Regions from separate parts of the Sus scrofa genome. Here all the other regions are linked to region 2. A link is a contact called in public HiChIP or PLAC-seq data. All regions are on one chromosome and are shown on one strand. Each heading gives the region's core, a stretch centred on a gene start, on an enhancer-like site or on the middle of the called end of the contact. The rest is flanking DNA. Distances are from core to core; before and after follow the strand shown.

Evidence for each region. HiChIP or PLAC-seq counts read pairs in DNA pulled down with a chosen protein or histone mark.
Region 1: a contact with region 2 is called in an H3K27ac HiChIP or PLAC-seq map of skeletal muscle, with 4 times the contacts expected there. The contact joins two enhancer-like sites. A contact is called at or near these places in 9 of 47 Hi-C or Micro-C datasets (adipose tissue, alveolar macrophages, embryonic fibroblasts and 6 more) and 2 of 2 datasets of contacts at active chromatin or transcription factors (alveolar macrophages and skeletal muscle).
Region 3: an H3K27ac HiChIP or PLAC-seq map of alveolar macrophages shows a contact between it and region 2. The contact joins the promoter of TOR1B here to the enhancer-like site in region 2. A contact is called at or near these places in 8 of 47 Hi-C or Micro-C datasets (alveolar macrophages, embryonic fibroblasts, epiblast stem cells and 5 more) and 2 of 2 datasets of contacts at active chromatin or transcription factors (alveolar macrophages and skeletal muscle).

What each region holds. Positions count from the first base shown.
Region 1 is chr1:269,943,966-269,948,568 of Sscrofa11.1, forward strand. It overlaps the pseudogene LOC100521599. Among named protein-coding and RNA genes, the nearest start is that of TOR1B, 21 kb to the right of the region's middle. Within about 2 kb of position 2,091, at least 35 of the 83 cell types and tissues checked have an H3K27ac peak or open chromatin away from gene starts, as enhancers often do. A contact at or near this core is called in adipose tissue, alveolar macrophages, embryonic fibroblasts and 3 more, where this site is marked.
Region 2 is chr1:269,421,693-269,426,305 of Sscrofa11.1, forward strand. It overlaps PTPA (serine/threonine-protein phosphatase 2A activator), which reads left to right. Exons shown (of 10, transcript XM_001926077.6): 8 at 3-103; 9 at 4,461-4,568. Among named protein-coding and RNA genes, the nearest start is that of PTPA, 22 kb to the left of the region's middle. Within about 2 kb of position 2,514, at least 72 of the 83 cell types and tissues checked have an H3K27ac peak or open chromatin away from gene starts, as enhancers often do. A contact at or near this core is called in adipose tissue, alveolar macrophages, embryonic fibroblasts and 6 more, where this site is marked.
Region 3 is chr1:269,965,214-269,969,545 of Sscrofa11.1, forward strand. It overlaps TOR1B (torsin-1B), which reads left to right and starts at 1,706. Exons shown (of 7, transcript XM_021070119.1): 1 at 1,706-1,987; 2 at 2,859-3,115. The coding sequence starts at 1,780.

The DNA of each region.
Region 1 (4,603 bases), core at 841-3,340, 520 kb after region 2:
AAAATCACCCACAACCAGCCAGAGCTAGTTAGCGCTGTTCTGCCAGCTGCTCTCCTGGACTCTGGGGTCCCCCAGAAGCCGAGGCCCCACAGAAGCCCATTTCAGATCCTGCTTGTCTGTGAGTACTGCAGGGTAAGACATTTTTCATGCAAGCCTCTCACTGCGCCCCTGCCCACTACCCGACCCCAGCCCCTCCACCATGAAGGCCTCCTTGCTCTCACCTCATCCCGAATCCAGTCCTTAGCACAGAAGAGCAGAGTATTGGCCTAGACCAGCCCCTCTCAACCAGCAGCCCCGTCCTCACTCCATGTTTCTGGCCGGGCCATTCTCTGGGCAAGATTCTGGCCACGTGGACCCATCAAAGGCCACTCGGGCCATGGGTGTGTCACCGTGGAGCATGTTGGCGGCGACTGACCAGCGCTCTCCGGAGCAGGGTCAGACCACAAGGAGGAGCCGGACAGTTTGCCTCCAAGAAAAGCATAAGACCTGGCAAAGAGAACTGACTCTTATCTCCTGGAAAGAGACAGAGCTGAGAGACAGAGCTTCAGCCTCGGCTGGGAACACAGGCGGGACAGTAAACTTAGTGATAAAATAATAATTCTTATGTACAAGATTAATGGTAATAAGAGCTAACTAGGGCGATCAGGATTCCTCCTGGCGTGGCCAGAAAGGCCCAGAGTTTGGGCCACCATGGAACCCAAGTTTGGAACCACTGCGTTCCTCTCCGCAGTGCTCAGGGTGGTGGCTGAGGGCCTCATCTCTCAGTGGGGAAGGCACGTGAGGAGTCTGCATAAGACAGCTACGCAGAATGGAGCTGGAGGAGGCTTACTGGTGCACAGAGATACTCCTGAGAATAACCCAGATACTCCGTTTGATTTCATACCAGAAAACTCTAAGAGGATAGAGGCAATTGTATTTAAAAAGAGAAAGAAAAAAACCTACCGCAAAGGGCAGAAAGCAGCAGCTGTGCTTCCAGTCCTGCATTTAGCCCAAAGCCAGAATGCATGGCTGCCCATCTCTGCTATGAACAAGGCGGCAGACATTTTGCAAGTACCGCCCATAAGAGCATATGAAGTAGCAACTTTATACAACATATAATCAAAAACCTGTTCAAATATGAACGTGTCATCTTCAAGCCTGCACCCCTACGCCTTGCAGGCTTTGAAACTGACAGCAGGAGTTCCTGTTGTGGCGCAGTGGTTAACGAATCCGACTAGGAACCATGAGGTTGCGGGTTCGGTCCCTGCCCTTGCTCAGTGGGTTGACGATCCGGCGTTGCCGTGAGCTGTGGTGTAGGTTGCAGACACGGCTCGGATCCCGCATTGCTGTGGCTCTGGCGTAGGCCGGTGGCTACAGCTGCAATTCACCCCTAGCCTGGGAACCTCCATATGCCGCGGGAGCGGCCCAAGAAATGGCAACAACAACAACAACAAAAAGAAACTGACAGCATGCTTGAGGTCATTCAGAAAAAGCTGGGATAAAGGTTGGGGAGACTATGCCTGACAAATTTTTCACTCTTACAGAAGTGGCATGTCATTTATTTGAACCTGTGTAAACGCACCAATGGTTCAAATACACGACAGCTGCTATGAGGATCTGACACCTGAGGATACTGAAGACATTATTGGTGAACTCGAGGTGGGCAAAGTCCCCCAACCTGGGCCAAGGAGTGGACACTTCTCTTGTGAGCCAGCTGGGGGTTTTGCCTCTTTGACTGAACCTCCTATAGGACCTGGCTTTGGCGTGCAAGCAGCCCTTTCATTTATATTCAACTGTAAACATGTCACTGGAGAAATAAAGTGTGAATCTCCTTCCTTAAAAAACAAAAACAAAAGCAAGCGCCAACTAGCCGGCAGACATGGTGCCCAGTGCTTTATAGACACATGAGCCCATGGTCTTCCTTAATCCCATTTTAGAAATGAGGAAGTTGAGATTCTGGAAGAGTGAAGTAATTAGTTAATGGCTGTGCTAAACCACGGAGAGATCTGTATACATATGTATCTGGTGTATGGGAAGAAGGCTCTCGGGAGGCCGGAGGAGGAGGAAGGGGCGTGGCCGGGAAGGGAGCTGATCGCCCATTGGCCCAGAAGGATGCTCCGACCTTCCCCCAGATCTCAGGTTTCCAGTCTGGACTCTCGCTCTCAGAACCGCAGCCAAGTAGCCCGTGGGCTGGAATCGATGGCTCAGCCCAGAGCGTGGGCTGTTGGGGGTGGGTGGCCAGAGCTTTCTGAACCTGGAGCCAGGAAAGGATTCGATGTGTCCCTTGCCGCCCCACCCCCCCTGCTGCAGCCGGGGACCCAGGCAGCTAAGCCATCCTGGAAGACCCTGTCCCTCTTGTCTCATCCTGAGCCACCCCGCTCCAGCTCTGGGGGCAGCACAGTTTGGGCCCCAGGCTTGGCACTAAGGGAAAAGCGCTTCTTGCTCCTGCTCAGATGCCAAATCGTCACCCAGTCGTCAGTGACACCCAGGCTCTGCACGGAGCATGTGAAAATGCCGGCCTGTGACCGGAATGCCAGGGCCAGTCCCTTGTGGGAACCAGGGACACATGAGGCTCCAGGACAGTCATTTCTAAAGGTTGCAGAATAAAGTGGGGGACCCAAGGGCCCAGCAGAGCAGAATGAACTTGAGAATGAATGGCTCCCTCATTCATTCTCTTTTATGGGGAGAGGGGGCTGCCCCGAAGCAAGGAGAAGCTCCCGGGCCAGGAATCAAACCCGCCGCAGTTGCAACCTGTGCCACAGCTGCAGCAAACCAGGAATCCCTAACCACTGCTACACACCTCACTCATTCATTCATTCATTCGTCCATTCAGCCCCTAAACCCTGAGCATGTCAGTGTTCCAGGCACTGTTCTGGGTCCCAGGGTCCCAGGGACCATGGCACAGGCGCCCTGTTCCTCTGTTCTCTTGGTTCTCTCTCCAAGACAGACACTTGACCTGGTGACCTTTCTCCAACCCAGACCTGCAGTTGCTCTGAGCCAGCCTTGGCCGCGCTCCCTCCTGCCTCTTAACCCGCCTCCGGGTGCCTCTGCCTGAGCTCAGCAGGGGATGACTTTAGCGATGTCACCCATCACCATGGCGCCCGAGGGGGCTTCAGGCTCCAGCTTTCTCCTCCCTTCCCTCAAGCATGACTCAGGAGGGGACAGGCCCGGGGCTGTGTAAGGCTCTCCATTTTTACGCAATCGCCTTCTTCACTCAAACCACAGGCCTTGCGGGGGGGAGGAGGGGGGCCCTCCGCTGCCTCTCAACCCTCTGACGGCCAAGGTTCAGACACTGGGTAAATAAAGAGCCACTCCGCTGCTGGGGGTCAAGGCCAGTCTTCGGGGAAAGTGCCACAGTGGAAGGAAGACTGCCTTCCAGAGTCACCCTCTGTCCAGCAAGGCTGAGACCTCCTCCTCCCTCTCCCCCTCCTCCCCTCCCTTCTCCTCCCTTTCCTCGTCCCAGCCAAGAAAGCGATCTCAAATTCAACTGTTTAGCAACAGGACATATGATTTTTCCAAAGGGTAGCTGTATTTCTTTCTCTTTTCTTTTCTTTTTTGGTTTTTAGGGCCTCACCCTTGGCATATGGAAGTCCCCAGGCTAGGGGTCAAATCGGAGCTATAGCCGCCAGCCTACACCACAGCCACGGATCCGAGCCATGTCTGTGACCTACACCACAGTTCACAGCAGCACAGCATCCTTAACCTACTAAGTGAGGCCCGGGATCAAACCTGCAACCTTGTGGTTCCTAGTTGGATTCGTTTCCACTGTGCCGCAAGGGGAACTCCAGGGTAGCTGTATTTCTGAGAAAGAGAACCTGGTAATAGGTCATTCACTCATTCATTCATTCATTCATGCAGCGGCAGTAGAGCGGTTGAGAGCTTGGGGAGTCATCTTGCAGGTGCTTCCAGCTGCACTGCCCACTGCCCTTCCCATCATGAAGCCCTGACCTTCCGCTTGTGCCTCTGTTTCCCCATCTGGGCGTGGTGTGGACTCAGGCAGGGTGGTGACTGCTGGCGGGCAGGGGGTGTCAGAGGAGAGGGAACAAGCGAGGAGGCTGGTGCTGTTGCCCAGATGAGAGATGACGGGACCCGAGAAAGCTATGCAGAGACAGCAGGTCTCAGCGAGAAGCTGGCTCTTAGAGGCAGAACGTCAGCAAAGCCGGAAAGGCAGTTACCTCTGCGTGAAGGAGGGGTCCTGACCCCATGGGACACAGGGAACTTCCTGGGTGCTGAGAAATTTCTGTCCCCCTCTGAGTAGTAGTTACAGGGATGTCTACATAAGTTAAAAGAAAAAATGTTGAGCTGTCCCTTCAGATCTGTGTATTTTAGGGTTAAGAACTAGACTTGTGTCCATGACGATGTGGGTTCAATTCCTGGCCTCACTCAGTGGGTTAAGGATCTGACATTGCCATGAGCTGTGGTGTAGGTCATAGATGCAGCTCAGATCCTACACTGCTGTGGCTGTGGTGTAGGCTGGAAGCTGCACCGCCAAATAGACCCCTAGCCTGGGAATTTCCATGTGCCACAGGAAATGAAAAGCAGCCATAAAAAGAAGAAAAAAATCTGTGTATTTTATTTAGGTAAATTGTACATCAATAAATACATAAAATAAAAATCCCAATGC
Region 2 (4,613 bases), core at 1,264-3,763:
AGACCACCCGCATCTGGAGCCCAGGCACTTCGTGGACGAGAAGGCGGTGAATGAGAACCACGAGGACTACATGTTCCTGGAGTGTATCCTGTTTATCACGGAGGTGAGCGGGGAGACCCCGGCAGCCTCCAGGCTGAAATGAACTCGGGCTGTGTTCTGGACAGAGGAGCTGGAGCTGCTGTCTGACGGAGGCAGGGCTGGCCCCAGCAAGGGGTTATTGAGAAGGAAGCCCGGCCCGGCTTCTCTGAAGGGTTCAGCCACCTCCGACTGTCCAGGCTCTCTTCCCCCACCTCAGTGGTCTGGGCTTTCCACTGGAGCTGACGGGGTGAGACTTGGTCCTTAACTGGACGTGGTGACCGAGGCTGCAGGTCTGAAGGGTGGGTGGGTGGGTATTGCTGGGGGTGGGAGGGTGGCAGCATCTTGCAGATGGGGCCCACAAGGTGTGTGGAGCTGCGTGTGTGTGGATGTGTGGGATGGAACCGTTGCAGGAGTCAGAGAGGCGGGAGCGAATACCAGAACGATTTCTGCGGACGGGACAAACTTCTCTTAGATCCTGAGGACAGGGGCCAAGTGAAATCCTGGAAGTGAAAGTGAGCAGCCCGGACCCCCAGCCTACCCAGCAGGGGTGGTTAACCGGGTGCTGTTGTCCTGCTAAAGTGGGTCTCCCACAGTGCAGCCTTGGGCTGCTTCCTCAGGGTCACCTGGGCAGCTTGTTAAAATGCGTGTTCTTGGGCCCCACCTCAGCTTTCTGAATCAGAATCTTGGGGGGTGAGAGCTAGGAACCTGAATTTGAGCACACATACCAGGTGACTGCGCGGAAGTCGGGACCCACTGCTCCCTGGGCCTGTCTTTTGGGAAGTGGCAAGACCTCTCATCCTCCCTGCCTGGTGCCCTCCCCCACCTTCCTAAGGGTGCCACGACTGCCGCCTGGAGAGGGTCTTGCTCCCGTTCTCCCCCACACAGTCCTGCTGGCCCCAGTGCTGTCCCTGGCACACTTGCAGACCCCTGCCTGTGGGGGCGGCTCTCTTGGCTGCCCATTCTGAGCCCCCTGAAGAGGGAGCGCTCCCTGGTTAAGCAGCCGTAGCTCCAGGCTCTCCTGGTCAGCATTCGGCTCAGGCCTCCGCCACACTCCAGAGGCCAGAGGGGAATGACATGTTTTTCTAAGTCAGCAAATGAAGCCCATCCTGACGGCTGGGCGGCCACCGCTTCATTCTGAGATCTGCTGCCTTCAGCACTGTAGCAGCCCAAGGTCAGAAGGACTCCGGGGCAGCCTGGCTCACTGCCTTGAGAGCCAGTCACATGCTGCTCTCTCCAGAGGGGAATGGGAGGGTCTGCGGAGCCAGGGAGACCCCGCGGAGCAGGGTGGGGAGCTGGGGTGGCTTTGCTGGGGGTGGGAGGCTGAGTGTTTTGGCTCCGCCTGGTGGCTGGCCAAGCCCTTGGGTCCCTGTCAGTGACTCACAAGGAGAAAGGGCAGGCCGGAGGTCAGGGAGGATGGGAATTGACTCCAGGTTAAAACTCTGTATTTTTGTTTGCTGCGTCGTGCTGGTTTAAAAACCCAAAAGCCTTCCGGAAGTTTAGGTTTCGGTTCCTCTGCTAGAGGAAATCCCACAGTGGCCACTAGGTGGCGCTAAAGACACATCGAACTGGGAGGAGGTTGTAGGAGCCCTTGATGGAGAGGCCTGACCTGGGAGGAGGCCGGCAGGCCCTGGAGTTCTTGGTTGTTCCGCACCCTCTCTGCAAGGCCTGGTTTGCACTTTGGGTCTTGGTGCCTGGGCATGGTGGTAAACATTGGGCGCTCGCAGGGAGTCCCCCAGAGCTGAGCTGCGGTGACTGGCGGGGGGCCCCCTCTCACCCACCTGGCCAGCCTCGAGCCGGCTGGCGTGGTTCCTGACGGCAGCACCCATGATGCTAGTTTTCCAGAGTCTGGGCCTCACTACCCAGACCAGGCTTTTTGCAGTTGCTCTAGTTGGTGGTGAGGGAGGCCCGAGGCCCGGTGCTGGGACTCAGGAGGCCTGGCTGGCGGCCTGCGCGGAGCTGTGTGCGCTCCGGTCTGGCAGGGGGCAGTGTTGCCTCTGGAGACCCAGGGATCACTAGGGCTGGTGCAGCTGGGGGGTTAAACCCACAAAAAGTTGGAAATGAAACCAGCCTGGGACCTGCCCCGGTGGCCCTGAGCATCCCGCACGAGGGACCTCACCTTGCAGGGCTTCTGCCGCCTCAGGAAATGCAGCCCTGGCGCCTTTAAGAGCCCAGGGCCGGCAGGAAAAGAATTTCAGTTTCAATCTGGCTTCTAAATTTGGAGTTTTGGGAAGGGAGGGATCAGATTTCAGCTGGAAGGGAAGGAGCTGACAGGAAGGCGCTGTGTAGAGCCTCCCCCCGTCCCATCCCCCCTCAGTTACTGACAGAGGAACCATTTACAAAAGGCCGATTCTCCTGGGAGTGGAGAGGCAGGAACGCAGCGTCTGTGAGTAATTTCCTGCTCAATATGGCTGCTCTGACTCACTCGAGTCCCCTGGGGTCACTGCGGGACTGCAGCTTGCTTGCTCGTTCTCGCTCTTTCTCTTCTCCCTTTGTGGCTAGAATGAGCTAATTTTTTTTGTCTTCTCGACCCCAATTCCTTTTCCCCCTCATCTGTTTTCCTTTCCAGAGTTGCAGAGGCTCCTTCTGAAGGACTGGGGGGAGACCTTGGGACGTGAAGGCCGGCAGTGGGGTGGGGCGGCGGGGGGGGGTCCCTCGAGAGAAATAGCAGCTCTGGCCATGGAGGGAGGGGGCCGGGGCCATGGGGGGGCTCCGGAGCTCGGGCCTCCCCTGGCTCTGCCAGCAGGCTCCCCACTCCGTGCCCCTAGTGGGCGAGGCTGGCCCAGCAAGCAGAACCTCGGGTTTCCGCCTGTCCCTCGGCCGGCCTTGGCCTCGGAGCCCTTGCTGAACAGGCCTTGGAGCTGCGGCTGCGACAGAGCCGGCAGCACGCCTCCTGGGTGGTTTGCACACAGGGCCCCGTCCAGAGTGAAACTGGTTCCACAGCTCCAGTGACCCCTGAGCTTCTCAGGGCTGCGGCCCGGATGTGTGCGAGTGCGAGATGGGGCTGGAGCCTCGGGAAGGGGCGGGGGGGGGTGGAGCCTGACCGAGTGGGACCTTGGGAACAAAGCTCCTGAGAAGGCCAAGCCCCTACGGGCTGGGGGCTCCTGGCTGCCTTCCTGGAGGAGGGAGCCTTAGAGAGAGGAGGGAAAAGATGCTGGGTGAAGGGACCGACTGGCCCAGGAGAAGCCCCGTGGGGGCCTAGAGCTGTGGCCTCACTGCTGGAGGAAGGAGTGCTTGTTTTTGCTACTGAGCTGCTTGGGGGTTGCGACAGGCTTTTGGGGATCTTGGACCAGGGGAGGGAGATGACAAGGGTAAAACGGCAACTCTCTTGACTTGGATCTTACAGTTTTGTTTAGAGTTGCCTTTACTGGAGAAGGGAGAGGCTTGCGGGAGTGGTTAGCAGGCCAGCCCGCAGCCGAAGGGTGGGGGGCGTTTGTGCTCCTGAGCTCCTGGAGAGCCGGTGTGGGACCCATCCTTTCTCCCTGAAAGAGTTCTCCCCAGCCCTGCCTCCACCCACAGCCTCTTCTGGAACCTTCCACCTGCTCGAGGTCCAAGTCTGCTTTCTTGCCAGCTTGGCCTCTTTGCTTTTCGGACTCTCTCTTCTGAAGCCTGGGGCTCAGGGTGCTGAGCCCGTGCCCCCAGCCTCAGTGCTGCCTATCAGCCGGGGTGGGGCGGTGTTGAGAGGGACTTTGAGCTGTGGTTGGTGAAAGCAGATGTGCTGGCCTTGAGCTGTCCGAGGATTCCCCGAGGGTTCCCCGTCTCAGCGGCGGTTTTCTCATGTCGTGGGGACCCACTGGGCTCGCTGCAGAATGTCTCTCTTCCGAGAGGAGGGGCCAGGAATGGACCTATCTTTGCTCTCGCCTGTCCCTTGCTGTCCCCTCCCCGCTCTCCTGCCAGGTTAGGCTGGCTCCCTATACAGACCTTCCTCCCGAATCTGTAGCAGGTGCCCTCTGGCCCACCTCTGCCCCCCTTCCTTCCTCCCTCCCTGCCACACAGAGGGCAGTCAGAGGCCTGGGTTTGGTCTGGGCCGTCCCCCAAGCCCACCCTCCCTTGGCTCTTCCAGCCCTGCCTGTGGCAGGCCAGAGGGACCGTCTCTGGTTCGTGTCTGTGTGTGTGTCTCTGGTGCATGTCTGTGTATGTGCGTGCGCATCCCATAGGCAGATGCTGCAGCCTGGGCCCCAGGAGTGAGTGTGTGCTCATCCGTGTGTGTATCCATGTGTGTTTGCGTACGTGTGTATGCGTGGGCTTGCATCTTGCATGTGTGCGTGCGTGTGCGTGCGTGCGTGCGTGCGTGTGTGTGCGTGTGTGTGTGTGTGTGTGTGTCAAGGAGCCGGGGCTGGCTCCCAGGAGGCCCACCCCTCCAGCTTGTGGGCTCTCTTTTCCAGATGAAGACGGGCCCCTTTGCGGAGCACTCCAACCAGCTGTGGAACATCAGTGCCGTCCCGTCCTGGTCCAAAGTCAACCAGGGTCTCATCCGCATGTACAAGGCCGAGGTGAGGGGGGCTGCCTGCGTTCCGGGTCCTGGGCTGCTGCTCCCC
Region 3 (4,332 bases), core at 456-2,955, 540 kb after region 2:
TGGATGCACCTAGAAATTATCGTGCTGAAGGAAGTAAGTCAGACAAATACCATATGATATCACCTGTATGTGGAACTTATCATATGACACAAATGAACAGAAAAAGACTCAGAGACATAGCAGACAAACTTACGGTTACCAAAGGAGAAAGGAGTTTAGGATTAAGAGATACACACTACTATATATAAAGTAGATAAACAACAGGGACCTACTATATAGCACAGAAAAGTATATTCAATTTTTTTTTTTTTTTTTTTTTTTGCTTTTTAGGGCCGCACCTAAGGTATGGAGGTTCCCAGGCTAGGGGTCCAATCGGAGCTGTAGCTGCGGCCTACACCACAGCCACAGCAATACAGGATCCAAGTCGAGTCTGCGACCTACACCACAGCTCACAGCAACACTGGATCTTTAACCCACTGACCAAGGCCAGGGATTGAACCTGTGTCCTCATGGGTGCTAGTCAGATTTGTTAACGCTGAGCCATGACGGGAACTCCTTCAATATCTTGTAATAACCTATAATGGCAAAGAATCTGAAAAGAGGATTTCTCACTGTGGTGAAGTGAGTTAAGAATCCAACTGCAGCAGCTTTTGTTGCAGCTACCGCTCGGATTCAGCCCCTGGCCTGGGACTTCTCATATGCTGTGGATGCAAATGAAAAAGGAATACAAAACAAAACAAAAAACTGGGAGGTGGAGAGGAGAGCCATCCCCCTCCGAGCATCCCAGATCATGGCCCTGACTCTGCGGGCATGTCTCCCTCACTAGACTGAGGCTCTGTGAGGTCACGGGTCTGCCCTATTCCCTCCCTGCTTTAGCCCCAGCTTATGGCGCTGGATCAGACACAGCCAGTGTTCACTAAATATTTGTCCATAGATTGGCTGATGAATGAACTCAACCAGCTTTGGCAAAGCCTGGGTCAGGTTCCCTGGAGCATTGCAACAGCCTCCTCGAAGAACCCAGCAGCCACAGGGATCTCCGATGTGACCATGTCGCTCCCTGTGTGAAACCTCTAGGGCTCCCTGTTACCACCCCCCCCCCCCGCCCCAGATAGAGTCCTTCCCCTTCCGGTCTCTGTCTAGCTCTCCGTCCCTATTCTCACCAGCCTCCACCACGTGAAATACTCTCAGGTCCCCAACCTGCACATTCTGCAAATTCTCTTCTCTCCATAGAACTTTCTACTCCTCGCTTTTTGCTTGGATAACTTTTAAAATTCTCATTTTAGACAAAAACCTTCCCTGTTCCACCGCCCCTGTGCTTATCCAACTTCATTATTGGCCCTTGCCCACTGCCTGGGGTCCCCTAGCCTAGAAGCTGGAGAGGGCAGGGGCCAAGCCCCTCTCCCTCACGGCTGTCTCCCAGCACCAGCCAGGATGCCGTCTTGCAGCATGCTGGAAAGGATGGACTTCGGGCTTCGACGGTGCACGCCAGGGCACGTCTGCTTTGGGGACCCGGAGCCCTCCGCAGTTGTTTCAGAAAGGCAGGCAGGTGGGGAGTATATAATGCGAAACGCTCGTTCCAGCTCCGGGGAAGTGAAGGGAGGGATGACAAAGCAAAGCGTGAAGGGTCTGATGAGCGCTTAGAACAGAACCTTCAAAGCTAGACTCCCTGGAGCCTCTCGCGCGGATGGTGGCGCAGAGCCACGCCCCTCGCCAACAGGGCGGACCTACGGGGGTGGGTGGGTCTGAGGGGCGGAAGTGACGCACAGACCGGAAGTCAGCCCGGCCTCTTGGCCCCAAGGGCGCCCAGCGTATCCGCGGCGGCGGGCTGCCAATCCGGTGATGCACCCCGCAGGGCGGCTGGGGGGCACCGCGGCGCTGCGGCTGCTGCTGGCGGCACACGTGGCGGCGGCGTTCGAGCCCATCACCCTGGGCATCGCCATCGGGACCGCATCGGTCCTCACCGGCTACCTGTCCTACACCGAGCTGTTTTGCCGCTTCGCCGAGTGCTGCCGGGAGGAGCAGCCGCTCAACGCGTCGGGTACGGCGGGTCTGGCTGGAGGGGCTCGAGGGGCGCGAGGGACAGGCCCCCGCAGGCGTCAGCGCCCGGCACATCGCGCTCACCCTTTGGGGTAGGAGGGGGCATGGAGGGGCCTGGGTCCGGACTCCAGCCTGGAGGCCGTGTCTTCGGGGACAGATTCTCCAGATCGTGAGGCTCTGCCCGAGTTCCTTTTATTCTTTTTCGGTTTTTAGGGCCGCACCTGCGGCATGTGGAAGTTCCCAAGCTAGGGGTCAATTCGGAGCTACAGCTGCCGGCCTACACCACAGCCACAGCAACGCGGGATCCGAGTGGAGTCTGCGACCTACACCGCAGCTTACAGCAAGGCCGAATCCTTAACCCACTGAGCGAGGCCAGGGATTGACCCAGCATCCTCATGGGTCCTAGTCGCATCCTCCTTGCCGCTGAGCCACGACGGGAACTCCCCCAAATTCCTTTCTAAAAGTTGGGATTCCTTGGGACGCCGTGCCAACCCAATAAGTCGTTCTCAAATGTGCAGCGTCTGCCCAGAAAGCCCGCATTTGGTCTTTGGTTTTCTTACAGGGTGGCTGGGGAAATAGCAAGCAGCTGAGTCAAGAGAGGACCCGTCCTCGGATGAAGGAACGCATTTACCTTCCTTCTCAGACACTTGAGTGTTGAGGAGACCATTCATCTAGGCCATTTCCTTGGCGGTGGCATCTGTGTGACTCTGCAGCTGGCACTTCTGCCTCCGCACTGGCACTGGGGTTTGGCGGAGACGGTGCTGGACCATTCGCTAACCTTGCCTCTCACTTTGGCCAGCTGGGGAGAGCGCTGCCCTTCTGCTGCCTGTTTAATGTGTGTTTTTCTCTCTGTTCTCTGGCTGGCTGCTGCAGCGTTCAAGCTGGAACTGGAGAGAGGCTGTTTGGGCAGCATCTGGCCACAGAGGTGCTTCTCAAGGCGCTGACAGGCTTCAGGAACAACAAAAACCCCAAGAAAGCACTGACGCTTTCCTTACACGGCTGGGCTGGCACGGGCAAGAATTTTGTCAGCCAGATTGTGGCTGAAAATCTTCACCGGAAAGGCCTGAAGAGCAACTTTGTCCACTTGTTCGTATCGACTCTGCACTTTCCTCACGAGCAGCACGTAAAACTGTACCAGGCAAGGCATTCTGTTGTCCCATCCGTGGCTTCTCGGACTGGTCTGGGCGATCTCTTCACTGACTCCGGCTTCTGCTTCTTTCCTCCTAGCCCCAGGCCCTGCCGAGTCCAGGCACACCGGTAACCCTTTGCCATTTGCTGAGCTCTCCTACACCATTTTTCTTACTGATCCCAAAATAATGCAGCGGGGCAGGTGATGTTATTTCCATTAAAAGATGGAGCCAAGGAGTTCCCTGGTGGCTCAGAGGGTTAAGGATCTGGTGTTGTCACTGCCGTGGCTGTGGTTACAGCTGTGGCTCGGGTTCCATCCCTGGTCCGGGAACTTCTGCAAGCTGCAGGCGCAGCCAAAAAAAAAAAAGGGATGGAACCAAGAGCAGCGAGGCGACATGCTCCTTACAGTCCTTCTGACCTTGTGGCAAATCAGAACTTGAATGCAAATCTCCTGACTCTCAGTCCACAGGGTAGCCACGTTGTGCAATGTATGAGTTTGTTCAGCATCCCCATTGCAGCCCTCGGTTAAGTGGAGCGGGCTTAGAAAAGTTTTTTTTGTTGTTGTTATTGTTTTTTGGTTTTTGTTTTGTTTTGTTTTTGTCTTTTTGCCATTTCTAGGGCCACTCCCACAGCATATGGAAGTTCCCAGGCTAGGGGTCTAATCGGAGCTGTATCTGCCAGCCTATACCACAGCCACAGCAATGCGGGATCCAAGCTGCCTCTGCAACCTACACCACAGCTCACGGCAACACCGGATCCTTAACCCACTGAGCGAGGCCAGGGATCGAACCCACCACCTCGCGGTTCCTAGTCGGATTCACGAACCACTGAGCCACGATGGGAACTCCCTAGAAAGTTTAAATGAAACTTCAGCTTGGCCTCTGTGTTTAGCAGTGTAGACCAGAGGATTTTTTTGTCTCCTCAGTAGCTTTTATTCCCTCCCATCCTTCAAATTCTTGGCCTTGCTGTTTGGTCCAGTAAGGCTCTCATTTAAATGTAAAAGTTAGTGTTCCTGCCGTTAGATGGGGGCTGAAATAAGGAATAGAAACTTAGCAAGGAAGTGAAAGTGGATATTTGCCACATAAAGTGTACGACAGGGAAGATTGCCAAAGAAAGAATAATTTTCTTTCTTTTTCTGTCTTGTTAGGGCTGTTCCCTTGGCAGTTGGAAGTTCCCAGGCTAGGGGTCAAATTGGAGCTGTAGCCGCTGGCCTACACCACAGCCACA